Regions from separate parts of the Sus scrofa genome. Here region 1 is linked to region 2. The links are chromatin contacts, called in public HiChIP or PLAC-seq maps. All regions are on one chromosome and are shown on one strand. Each heading gives the region's core, a stretch centred on a gene start, on an enhancer-like site or on the middle of the called end of the contact. The rest is flanking DNA. Distances are from core to core; before and after follow the strand shown.

Region 1 (6,573 bases), core at 3,233-5,732, 290 kb after region 2:
AGGGCACGGGATAGTCACACGGCTGCTTTCACACCAGCAACATTTCTTCCTGCTATTCCCACTATTCACTCCCTTGTTTTGTTTTTGGTTTTTTTTTTAATCTTAAAGACCAAGTAACGAAGTAACAACAGCTTCCTGTAGTGATAAAGGCGCAGGACTTTGGAGCTGGAATGTACAAGCTCTAGTCCCAACCTCAACAATGTGTGACTAAAAGTGAGACACTCAGCCTCTTTGGGCCTCTGTTTCCACACCTGTAAAATGGGTATGGAAACAGTACTTGCCTCCTAGGGCTGTGGTTTCATGAGTTAAAACATAAATGAGCTGACACATTCAAATCACCTCAAACAGGATCTGGCCTAAAGGTCATTATTATCATTAATAACAGGCAAAACATTCTCCTTCCATCCCCAGGGCGAGCTGGGGACCAGAGAGCACATCAGCAATGCCTGGAGGTGCACAGATAATCACACACAACCATGAGGCAGGCCTGGTCTTGATTCGATGGCCCAAGGAAAGTGTGGCCAAGTCTGTGAACAGAATGTTCTGGATCTTAGGGAATGCCCCCACCTCTAAGTGTTCCTCAAGTGTCCATGTTTGATTTTTCCCTGAAACACACAACAGCCCCGGTCCCATTCTTCCTGATCCTCTCAAGGAAGATGATGTCTAAAAAAAAAATTGGAGTTGCTGTGGTGGCTCAGGGGTTACAAACCCAACTAGGATCCATGAGGATGCAGGTTCGATCTCTGGTCTCACTCAGTGAGTTAAGGATCCGGCGTTACCGTGAGCTGTGGTGAAGGTCAAAGACAAGGCTTGCATCCCAAGTTGCTGTGGCTGTGGTGTAGGCCGGCAGCTACATCTCTGAATTGACCCCTAGCCTGGAAATTTCCATATGCCCTAGGTGCGGCCCTAAAAAAAATAATAAAATAAAATTTAAAATTTCTTTTTCTTTTTAGGATGGCACCTGCAGCATATGGAAGTTTCCAGGCTAGGGGTCAAATCAGAGCTGCAGCTGCCAGCCTACGCCACAGCCACAGCAATGCTGGATCCCAGATGCATCTACGACCCACGCCGCAGCTTGTGGCAACACCATATCCTTAACCCACTGAGTAAGGCCAGGGATCGAACTGCATCCTTGGGGACACTGTGTTGGTTGTGTTCCAACATAGTTGGGTTCCAACACGCTAAGTTGGGTTCTTAACCTGTGGAGCCACAATGGGAACTCTGAAGATGATGTTTAAAGAAGGGGCTTTTGTTTGTTTTCTGTTTTCCACTTCAAAATCAAGAGCTCAACCTCTACTTTTTGAGGACTTCCCAATGAGACTGACCTGGTTTGATTGGAGAGCTGACACTGGCAAGAAGTAGGGGTACTAGGCCACAGCTGGAGCCTACCTGAATGATCTCCCCTGAACCTTGTGAAACCACTCACCATCTCACAATTCTCCCAAAGCCGGGGTGCAGTGTCTAGCACGAGGTTCTCTTCCAATAATGGTTTCAGGGGCCCGCAGCTGCTACCCTCTTTAGAGGCTGAAATCCATTTCCATTCAAAACTGGCAGGCTCAGACAGGCAGGGAGGCACAAAAGCCCAGCCCTGGTTGAGTCCCTCTGGATTCTCAGGGTTTCAAGGCACTGCCCACCCAACCCCACCTCCACCCCTGTCCCTGCCTTCCAGTTTTATGTACAGGCCAGTTCCTAGGGACAGAAAATCTGGCTCCTGGAGTTCCCATCGTGGCGCAGTGGTTAACGAATCCGACTAGGAACCATGAGGTTGCGGGTTCGATCCCTGCCCTTGCTCAGTGGGTTAACGATCCGGCGTTGCCGTGAGCTGTGGTGTAGGTTGCAGACGCGGCTCGGATCCCGCGTTGCTGTGGCTCTGGCGTAGGCCGGTGGCTACAGCTCCGATTCAGCCCCTAGCCTGGGAACCTCCATATGCCGTGGGAGCGGCCCAAGAAATAGCAACAATAACAACAACAACAACAACAAAAAAGACAAAAGACAAAAAAAAAAAAAAAAAAAAAAGAAAATCTGGCTCCTATGACCTACCATCCAGCTCCTTCTCTTATCCCTAGCTCTGTTCACTGGCTGCCTCCTACGATGCCATCTTTGGATTCTTGCAGGGAGCTTTGATGGCTTTCTGGGTGGTAAGAGATGGCATGAGACACCTGGGTACCAGCGATGGTTTGCTTGCCTGGGAACCATTGGGTACACCTGGCACTTCTCATCTGCCAGGTCGGGAGTCCAGGAGAGGCCAGACGGGAGGGAGTGGCCAAGGGGTGTCAGTGAGGTCAGCTCACCCCAACCCCTCCCACTCCATCCCTGCAGGCTTTCTACCTCTCTGGCAATGCCAGATCCCAGAAGCTCCAGGTGCTAGAAGGCTGCCTGTCCCCTGCTCCTCAACTTCATCCCCCTTTCCCCTCTATGGATTCTTCCCCTGAGCATCCTCAGGAAGCCCAAGAGCTGTCCCGATGCAGAGAAAGATCAGAGTCACCCACCCCCTGCAGGGCCTCGTCTTGCCAGGGAACTATCCCTTCCCAGATGGGCTAATCCAAGAAGCCCCACCTCTGTGGAGTTCAGCCCTCACCCCAAATCACCCTAGGAGGTGACACAGGAAACCCCATTTTTCTGGGGCTGAGTCCTAAGTCAGCCCCTCCCAGCAGGGCCTTCCATAAAAACATAAGTGTTTTTATGACTCTTGATATTTAAAAAAAAATTTAAATGCCATACAGAGTCTCTGAATTTGTTTTGATGTTAACATGGGTTAGTGGACCTCCTACTGCAATCCAGGAACTGTGTGTCTCAGAGATCAATTTTAACATTTGCACTGGGTGATAACCTCATAAGTCTAAATCAGGTTTCTCTACCGTGGCTTCGGCCAATGATCTTTGGGGCCAGATAATTCTCTGCTGCAGAAACAGTCCTGTGCACTGCAGGATGTTGAGCAATATCCCTAGGCTCCACCCACTGGATGCCAGTAACATCCCCAAGATGTAATGATCAAAAATGTCTCCAGCAAACTATTGCCTTTGGAGTGGATAAGCAATGAGATCCTGCTATATAGCACTGGGAACTATATCTAGTCACTTATGATGGAGCATGATGGAGGATAATGGGAGAAAAAGAATGTATATTTGACTGGGTCACCTTGCTGTACAGAAGAAAATTGACAGAACACTGTGAACTAACTATAATGGAAAAAATAAAGATCATTTTAAAATGTTTCCAGGCATAAATGTAATAAAATTCATTGAGTTTTAAAAAAAAAAATGTCTCCGGGGAGTTCCCCGACCACCTAGCAGGCTAGGGATCTGGTGTTGTCACTACTGTGGGGTGGGTCACTGCAGTGGCACGGGTTTAATCCCTGACCCAGGGGACTTTTATATGTGCAAGGTGTGGCTGGGGGGAAAAAAAAAACAACAACCCTGCCTCCAGACACTGTCAAGTGTCCCCCTGGGGCAGAACTGCTCCCAGCTGAGAACCACAAAATTAAAAACCACTGGCAACAGATGCAAACTATTGCCTTTGGAATGGATAAGCAATGAGATCCTGCTGTATAGCACTGGGAACTATATCTAGTCACTTATGATGGGGTGTGATGGACGATAATGTGAGAAAAAGAATGTATACATGTATGTGTGACTGGGTCACTTTGCTGTACGGTAGAAAATTGCCAGAACACTGTAACCCAGCTATAATGGAAAACATAAAAATCATTTAAAAAAAGAAACCACTGGTAAGAAAGTGAGGTGCCAGCCATACAGCAGACCTGACTAACCCCACCCCCACCCCACAGTAGCCAGAAGCCATGGAGGATAAAGAGGAGGCTTCCTCGACCCCTGAGGCGGAGGCTGCCAAAAGAAGGTGGCCACAAGAGGTCTGACCTTCACTTTCGGGGCAGCACAGGATGTCTTGCCCAGTATTACAGTCATAATCATTGTAATACTAATAGCTACAATTTATTGAGGGGAAACTGGGGCCATTCTGCTGTGAACTGGGCCCTCTCTTGGATCCTCCCAACCACCTGGGGGCCAGGCATTCTTTTTTTTTTTTTTGAGGTCAGGCATTCTTGACTCCCCATCTTGCAGTAAATTCAGCTACGGAGAGGCAAAGTAGCCAGTGTAAGGTCAGAGACTAATTAGAAATGCAAAGGCAGGGATTTTGCAATGAATTAGAACAATGCATTGTAATGAATTAGAACAATGGAGCAGAGAGGTTTTAATCTGGGCGGGAGCAAGGAAGTCCCCCAGGGATCCTTTACACCCTCCCCCCAATAGGTAATCCAGCTGTAAATCTTAATCTTTGCTGTTCCACCCCAGGCAAAGCTGAGGGTGACCCCACGTGCAACAGATCCAAAGCCCAAGAGAGGTGTCCAGGGGGAGCGCACAGTACCCTCCCCCAAACCTCCATCAGTTTCTGCAAGTCTCCCTAGTCAAACATGGAAGGAAAATCGGGGTTTTACTTACTACACAATTACAAGATCAGTCCGGCAGGAACTGACCGCCCCCAACCTCCCCAAACAGATGGCTACTCCGGAGCGCCCAGCTCGGCCCGGCTAGGAGCCCTCCCAGTTAAAGCGAAGGCACTAAATGGAATGGGGAAGGAGGCCTGGGACAGAGAAACTGAGGCAGGGCCGCTTGGAGGAAGAGGGAGAAGCAGGATCTCCCCGCGGCTTGTTTACTGGACGCTCGCTCTCCCTCTCCACCCTCGACCCATCCCCGCAAGACCCGGATCGCCAGGCCCGGCTTGGAGAGGGGTGGGGGAGGCAGATGGTACTGACGGCGTCTGAGGAGCTTCGCCCCCACCGCCCGGGGTGGGGTCGCACAGGGCCACCTCGCGTCTCAGCCCCGGGCCCGGGAGGTCTCCAGGAGGCAGGGGAGGGGGATCGAGAAGGATCTCTCCATCCATTCCAGCACCCTCGGTCCCGGGGCGGGACCAGGGGGCGGAGCGGGCCAGTGACCGGCCGTGACGCGAGCCCCGCCTGCTCATATAGAGGCGCCTGGGGGGGCGCAGGGACCGAGCTTCGCCGTCGCCACCGCCGCCGCATCCACCTTCAGCCCCGCCACCGCAGTTACCAGAACCCTCGCCACCACCGCCTCGACCACCGCCAGGGCCACCATCATGCGAGAGATCGTGCACCTGCAAGCCGGCCAGTGCGGCAACCAGATCGGAGCCAAGGTGTGCAGGGGACCCGGGCCGAGGACGATGCCGATGCCGAGAAATGTGGAGTGCGGTCTGCCGAGCTCCGCAGAGCTCCTCCGCCGCGGGTCTTTGGGCGGGGGGACCGGTCACCCAGGAGGCCAGCACCCCAGGGACGGTGGGGGAGGGACGCGGGGGGCAGGGCCAAGCTGGGAACAAAGAGGCCGGTGGGGGTGGGGCCCTAGCCTTCGGTCCGCTTGCCGCAGCTGGCTTCACAGCTGGCCCCCCATGCCCTCCACACGCACAAAGAGATCCCGCCCCTCCCCGAGGCAGCGGCCAGGGAGTGCTGACACCAGCCCGCTAGGCTGGGGTGGTGACTCTGCTTCACCCTGCCCCCACCTCTCCCTTCTTGCTGCCTCATCCTTGCCTCCCCACTATGCCTTATGTCCCCATTCACCTTGCTGAGGGACAGGTAGACAGCTAGAAAGTGGTTGCGGGTCCTGAGAGCAGACGATGGAGATGGGGGCAGACCTGGCCACCGGTTTCCCCTTACTTGGTCCTTGCCACCATCACCCATCTAGTTTTGGGAGGTGATCAGTGATGAGCATGGCATTGATCCCACTGGCACATACCACGGGGACAGCGACCTGCAGTTGGAGAGGATCAACGTCTACTACAATGAGGCCACAGGTAAGGAGTGGGGGTGCACCTGCAGGAGTGGGGGTGGGGAGGGACAGGATGCTGGTTCCTGGCGCTGACCAAGCTTCTCTCCATCTGCTTCACTGCAGGAGGAAATTATGTCCCCAGAGCTGTGCTGGTGGACCTGGAGCCGGGCACCATGGACTCCGTCCGCTCAGGTCCCTTTGGCCAGATCTTTCGACCTGACAACTTTGTGTTTGGTAAGTCACGGCCCTGGGACACAGGCAGAGGAGCCCGCATTGATCCTTTCACTTGCACATGGCTTGGAGAAAATTCTCCACCTAGCATTTGGACTCAACGGTGACCACAGGGACCCGGAGCCCAGCAGGGAAGGCAGACACACAGACCACCATGGGAGCCCAGGTGGGAGGCACCTTATACAATGGAGAGGGGAGGCGCCAGGGAGGGAAGGCTTCCCAGAGGAGGTGGCATTTTCATTTAACAATATGGACCTGAGCCAGACCACAGCCCACAAATCCCAGCTCTGCCACTTCATGCAGTTGACAGATACTTACTGAGCACCTACTGCATACCAGGCCCTATACATCTCCTAGAGAGACAGCTAAGAACAAAGCTCTCTGCCCCCACCCCCATTCCCCTGAACCTGATATCCTTGTGCAAGAGAGTATAAATAAGTCAAGCTCAGCCACTGACTGAGTCAGCTGGGTGATTCTGGACAGTCTCCTCAATCTCTCTGTGCCTCAATCTTTTGTTTTGTTTTCTTGGCCACACCCACTGCATGCA
Region 2 (7,098 bases), core at 2,176-4,675:
TGCATGTGGCTAAAAAATAAAATGTTAATTGAAGGCACAAGGGAAAGAGCCAGGGTGGGAACCAAGAGACCTGATGTTATCCCTTGTTCGGCCACCATCTCCTAGCAAGTGGCCAGCTGTGGTTCAACCTCCTGGGACACAAGTCTCCTCCCCACCACATTGGGCATATGCATTTTCCTCGTGCAACTTACACTGTGCCATTGACTCCAACGGAGATAACGTGAATATTACCCAGCTGTAGAAACCACAACACCCTGTCGGAAAGAAAAGGAAAACACCATGAAACATCAAGAAGCTCTTTAGATTCAACCTGAAAAATTACTTCTGGCACGGCTTCATGGAAACAGGTTTGGGGAGCCTAGATGAAAGCTGCAGCTGAGTGATATACGTTGTTCAATATAATCTGCACAACAACCATTCCTGCTTTTCTGCATGTCACTTCTGTTTTTCATTCTGTTTATATTATCTTCATTTTCTTTTCAAAGAGTTCTAGCTGATTTTCAAAAATATGCATTTAAGTATGCGTCCTCAAAGGGAACGACATCTCTCCTAAAAGGGCAAAACTGGAGTTCCCGTCATGGCGCAGTGGTTAACGAATTGGACTAGGATCCATGAGGTTGCAGGTTCGATCCCTGGCCTTGCTCAGTGGGTTAACGATCTGGCGTTGCCGTGAGCTCTGGTGTAGGTCACAGACATGGCTCGGATCCCGCGTTGCTGTGGCTCTGGCGTAGGCCAGCGGCTACAGCTCTGATTAGACCCCTAGCCTGGGAACCTCCATATGCGGCAGGATCGGCCCTAGAAAAGGCAAAAAGACAAAAAAAAAGAGAAAAAAAAAAGGGCAAAACTTGGTTCTTGGGGAAAGATGAAAAACATTGTACTCTTTTATATACAAGACACATAGATATACATATACCATATAAATAAATACACACTATATCTGTAGTATTATTTTTTTTGGTCTTTTGTCTATTTAGGGCCGCACCCACGGCATTTGGAGGTTCCCAGGATAGGGGCTGAATCAGCTACAGCTGCTGGCCTCCACCACAGCCACAGCAACACCAGATCTGAGCTGCAACTGTGACCTACACCACAGTTCACGGTAATGCCGGCCCCTTAACCCACTGAGCGAGGCCAGGGATCGAACCCGCGTCCTCATGGATGCTAGTCTTGTTCATGATGCTAGTCTTGTTCATTAACCACTGAGCCACGATGGGAACTCCTGTAGTATTAATTTTTTTGGGGAGAGTAAGACAATTCATTTTTTTTAATGTCTAAAAGGCAGCCCAGTCCCCCGTATTTAGTTCCTCTCCAACTACATCATCATCATCACCCTCATCATCACCATCATCTTCAGCATCACCATCACCAGTCTCACCAGCATCTTCACCACCACCATCATCATCCCCATCATTATCATCACTGCTATCAACCTCATCATTATCTTCAGCATCACCATCATCACCACCACCATCATCATTATCCCCATCATCATCATCACCATCACCAGTGTCATCACCACCACTCTTTGTTTCTTGCGGGCAGAATAAAGAGTGCTAATGGCAGGGAGTTCCCGTGGCGCAGTGGTTAACGAATCTAACTAGGAACCATGAGATTGCAGGTTCGATCCCTGGGCTTGCTCAGCGGGTTAAGGATCCGCGTTGCTGTGAGCTGTGGTGTAGGTGGCAGATGCAGCTCAGATCCCACATTGCTGTGGCTCTGGCGTAGGCCGGTGGCTACAGCTCCGATTTGACCCCTGTCCTGGGAACCTCCATATGCCGTGGGAGCAGCCCAAGAAATGGTAAAAAGACAAAAAAAAAAGAGTGCTAATGGCTAATCCCAGTGCTGACACCCCCAAAGAAACAAGGCCACAATTCAGGATTTGGGGTCCACAGTCACCTGCTCTTTCTAATGAAACCTGCCACTCAACAAGTCTCACAAACCTAAACTTCCAACTTCCCTCAGTATCACTAATTGAAATTTCTCTTGCTCTTTAGTTATTTTAGAGGCAACAGAGCATCATGTTTAAGCATATCAACTCTGACATCACATGTTTGGTGTCAAAATCTAGCTTCACCAATTACAGACTGTGCGGCCTTGGGAAAGTTACTTAATTTCTTTGTGCCTATGTTTTCTCTTATGTGTAATAAGGGAAACAAATCCACTGTACAACAGCTGAGGAAACCCACACTTGTTGCTTAGAAAAGGTCTCCTATTCTTAGATTTGAACCAATGATGAAAACTCACAAGACCCATGAAGGGAACAATGACATGAAAAAAGCAAGACCAAGAAAAACTGACACCTGAAGAAAAAGAAATAAAAGAACAGGAAAGGAGTTCTCATCTTGGAGCAGCAGAAATGAATCTGACTAGTGTACATGAGGACGTGAGTTTGATCCCTGGCCTCGCTCAGTGGGTTAAGGATCCAGCGTTGCTGGGAGCTGTAGTGTTGGTCACAGATGCAGCTTGGATCCTGCATTGCTGTGGCTGTGGTGTAGGCCAGCAGCTGTTGCTCTGATTCAACCTCTGGCCTGGGAACTTCCATAAGCTGTGGGTGCAGCCCTAAAAAGAAAAGAAAGAAAGAAAGAAAGAAAAGAAATACCTTCCCTGGTTTCCTCCTTCTATATAACCCCCGATCACACTATACGACAGCTTCTTTCATAGCTCTTATCACCCCTGGAATGCCCCGTTTTATATATTCTTCGGAGCAGCATAGTTTAGGAATAAAACATACAGACTCTGGAACCAGGCTGGCTTTAAAACCCTGGCTCTACTCCCTTATTACATAAGTGGTCTTGGGCAAGTTATTCAATTTCTTTTACCTCATTTTTTTCTCCTTTGTAAAATGGGACTGTTTCAGGACCCAATATCAGAGGAATTTAGTGAAGACTGAATATGTTCTCTATTTGAGGAACTTAGAACAGTGCTAAGTGAGTGGTTGCTATTACCGTTAGTGGCTTCCTTTCTGCCTACCTCTTCCTGCTGGTAAGTCAGCCTCACAGGGCAGGAACTTTGTCTGTTCACTGCTCTATCCTCAGTGCCTAGAACGGCAGCTGGTACACGGTGGGTGCTCAGAAAATACATGCCAAATGAAGGACTATAAAGAAATTCTTTCTTGGCAGATGAATTCCCTGATTTTTATCAAAGCTTTCCTGATGAAGATGTTTGCAGTGTCCAGTCTAGAATTATGATCTCTTGGCTGGATAGCCCAAGGCCCTCCCTTTTCCCTGCAGCCTATATCCAGTGTAATCTTCCCCCGGACTCCCTAGTCAGCCTCATACTCACCCCAAAAGAGAAGGAAACTGAAGCTCCACATCTTGCTGTGTTTCTGTCATTCGAAGAGGAGAATCTTTTCTCTGTTCCCAGAGTTTTTAATAACAGAGGGTGTGGAGAGAGGGGAAGGGCAGAGCCAGCATTGCTCAATGCAACCAGAGCATCACAGCCCTTTTTGCTGAGTTGCCACCACTCGGAAAGGACAGTGTAGCAAACCCCTAATTTTCTCCTTTCTCCACAGTGTAGAGAGGTTGGTCTGGCTGGTGGGTCAGTGTGTGGATCCATCTCCCTCTCTCTCTCTCTCTTTCCTTCCTGCTGGATTCTTTCTTTCTTTTTTTTTTTTTTTAATTGCAGCATAGTTAATTTACAATGTATACACATATATATTCTTTTTCAGCCTTTCCATTACAGGTTATTATAAGATACTGAGTATAATTTACTGTGCTATATAGTAGGTCCTTGTTGTTTATCTCTTTTATATACAGTAGTGTGTATATGTTAATCCCAAACTCCTCATTTATCTCCCCCTTCCACTTTGTTCTTTCCCCACCAACATCTATCTCCCATTTCTCATCATCTTATTTTATTGCACCCAGTAATAAATGAGCTTCCACCATCTATCCCCAATGAAGCAAGACCAAAACTCAAGGGTCCTTTCCCAGTTTTCCCCGTACAATAACCACCATAAACCTCAAGTACCAGGCACTGTGCTAAATATGTTTCCAAGAAAATTTAATTTCATCGCCATGTCAGCATCATCAAGTAGGGATTCCTACCCCTACCTATCTCATTTAAAAATACAATAGAATGGAAATTGCAACTACCAACCCCAAGCTCCCTGTCAACTATTACATTTAGAATGGATGAGCTAAGCAATGGGGTCCTGGCTGCACAGCACAAGGAAATATGTCCAGTCTCTTGGAATAGAACATGACGGAAGACAGTATGAAAAAAAGAATGTATATACATGTATGTTTGGGTCACTATGCTGTGCAGCAGAAATTGATACAACGCTGTAAATCAACTACACTCTAATAAAAAATAAAGAAAGAAAAGTTAAAAATAAAGATGCTAGAAACAAAAAAGAAAAAAGGAAACTGAGGCTTGGAGAGAAGATGTGTCTTGTCCAAGACTACCTGGACTTGAGATTTGAATCCAGGACCCTCTGACCCCAAAGACTAGAACTTTCACCATTTTGTTTGCCTTCAGCTCCCCATAATATCTGATCACTGTCGGTGACACTCCCACTCCATCCCCCCTCCCCAAGCCCAACCGAAGACACACATACACATGCAACTTCTCATAAACAGGGTGGCCTAGGAATATCTTAGTTAGGGTCTCCCAGATGCAGAGGCTGAGACAAGGCGTCTAGTGAAAGCAGTTCATCAGGGAGGTGACCCCAAAAACGCTCCAGCTGAGGATGGGAGAAGTGAGAGAAGGAAGGAAAAGAGCCCACAATGAATGTTATCCAGTAAGTTACCCAGTAAAAAACTGAAACTGAAACAGAGGTTGAGGACATCTGTGCTATGTAGTAGGTCCTTGTTGTTTCTCTCGTTTATATGTAATTGTGTGTATATGTTAATCCCAAACTACCTAAGAGACAGCCTAAAGCACCCTCTTCAGACTTATCCCAAACGAGGCGGGTGAGGGAGCTGGGGTATTTATCCACCAGATGCTGTCGGTCACTGATTGAGGCTTGTGTTAACTTAAGACCTGGCCTCCAAGCAGATAGAATGCGCTCCAGACCATAGCCCTGTTGATGACAAAATGCAGTGGCTGGCAGATGTCAGGCTAGGGCACCCAAATCCTGTGCTCCAAGATAAAACAGAAGGGCAAAGCCCAGCCCTGAGGTCTTGGGAAGAAGAGCCCCATTTGTTTTCATATTCTCCTTTTTCGCTCTGGGCAAGGCAAAATACCTACCCTGGAATTATGGTCACCGAAGAAGATTCATCAACAGCTCCATCTGTGGATCAAGAGACCCTATCCAGTGAAGCTGCAGCTAAGAACGAGCACGAAAATACAGCAAAGCCCTCCAAGAAGGAGGATAAACAGAGCTGTGTTACATTTAAGAGACACACTGGTGGATCAACACAGACCCTAGCACCAGATCGCAGGGGATTTAAATCCCGACTCCACCACTTGCTAGTCATATGCGGTCCTGGGCAACTTCTTAATGTCTCTATGCCTCAACATTCCCATCTGTAAAATGGGGCTGATAAAAGGAGAATCTATTTCATGGAGTTAAGATGAGCATCAGAGGAGTGGGTATATATCTCACGCTTAGAACCAAGCCTGGCACATAGAGAAAACTCCAAGATGTGGCTATTACTCAAATTCTTTGATATTTCTCCCTTCCAGAGGGGGAACCCAGTTTTTCTCTCCTTGAATATGAGCTGGACTCAGTGACTTGCTTCCAAGGAACAGGAAAAGGAAGATGTGACGTGTGGCCTCTGAAACATCTGAAAGTCATTGTGGCTTCCCCCTCGCTCTTACTTTCCAGGATCATTCAGTTGGGGGAAGCTAGTTATCGTATTGTGAGTTCACTCAAGCAGCGTGATAGAGAAGCCCTCATGAGGAGGAACTGAGATTCCAGCCAAAACCTTGACTGTGACCTCATAAGACACTCTGATCCAGCCCCACCCAGCTAAGCCACCTCTAGATTCCTGACCCTCAGAAACTGTAAGAAAATAAAAGTTTGTTGTTTGAAGCTGTTACATTTGGAGGAGAGATGTGTTACACTGCAGGAGATAACTGATACGCTTAGAACCAATTGTCCTTGTCAATTAAAAAAAGGATAACAATAACATCATAAGAGTTTGAGGTTTGCTGGAATAAAACCTTAAAGTTCTACCTGGCAAAATAATGCCCACTAATATCAGTAATTCTTGTTATTATTATTATCCCATTAGGCTAAGTGGTCACAGCTACTCATTGGCATCTGTTCCTGGGTACCAGCAAGGACAGAAGTCAGCAACCCATTTCATGCAAGACCATCTAATGTGGGTGAGAAAGTTTAGACTTTCTCTGCTGGGCAATAAAGGGATTTCAGCAAAGGAGTAACCATCCTGTTGGTAGTTTACAACACTCGTGTTGTGTAGACAGGATGTGGTCATGGGTGGGGAGATGGGGAGAAGAACATAGCGACAAGCTCGTCTAGGGCACGGGTTGTGGAGACAGAGAGGAATTTAGGAAGCAGGAAAAGCAGAATGGGGGGAATGCATGCATGTGGGTGGGGGAGTCTAAAGCAGAAGGAGGAATTGACCTCTGGACATTGGGCTACAGAATTGAAAGTTCTTCCCATCCGGCCCAGGCTCCTTCTCGGGGTGGGATGGGATGGGATGAAATGGTGGAGGAGTTTTCCCGCTACTGCCAAAACAAATCGCCACAAACATATGGCTTGAAACAATACAAATGCAATACACGACAGGTCGGGAGGTCAGGGTCCCCGATGAGTCTTAGGAGGCTGAAATCAAGATATCCATGGGGGCTCCTAGAGGCTCTGGGGAGAAGTCCATTCCCTGTCTTTGACAGCTTCTGGAGGATGCCCATATTCCTTCGCATTCCAAAGCCCCTTCCTCCATCTGCACAGGCGGTGTAGTATCTCAAAATCTCTCTCCTCTCCCTCTCTCTCTCCTTCTCCCTCTTTCTCCCTCTCTTTCACTCTCTCTCCCTTCCTCCCTCCTTCCCTCTCTCCCTCTCTTTCTCTCCCTCCCTCCCTCCTCTCCCTCTCTCACACATACACACATACAAACACACACACATTTGCTCCATGGATGGATGGATGGATAGGTAGGTGGATTGGTGGGTGGGTAAGATATAGATGGATCA

What was found. HiChIP or PLAC-seq counts read pairs in DNA pulled down with a chosen protein or histone mark.
Region 1: a contact with region 2 is called in an H3K27ac HiChIP or PLAC-seq map of alveolar macrophages. The contact joins the promoter of TUBB4A here to the promoter of ADGRE1 in region 2. A contact is called at or near these places in 3 of 5 promoter capture datasets (fetal liver and liver), 2 of 47 Hi-C or Micro-C datasets (blood and skeletal muscle) and 1 of 2 datasets of contacts at active chromatin or transcription factors (alveolar macrophages).

The regions. Positions count from the first base shown.
Region 1 is chr2:72,594,762-72,601,334 of Sscrofa11.1, forward strand. It overlaps TUBB4A (tubulin beta-4A chain), which reads left to right and starts at 4,483. Exons shown (of 4, transcript XM_003480812.4): 1 at 4,483-5,169; 2 at 5,712-5,820; 3 at 5,919-6,029. The coding sequence starts at 5,113.
Region 2 is chr2:72,302,500-72,309,597 of Sscrofa11.1, forward strand. ADGRE1 (adhesion G protein-coupled receptor E1) reads right to left here and starts at 3,426. Exons shown (of 42, transcript XM_021083974.1): 1 at 3,283-3,426; 2 at 192-254. The coding sequence starts at 3,313.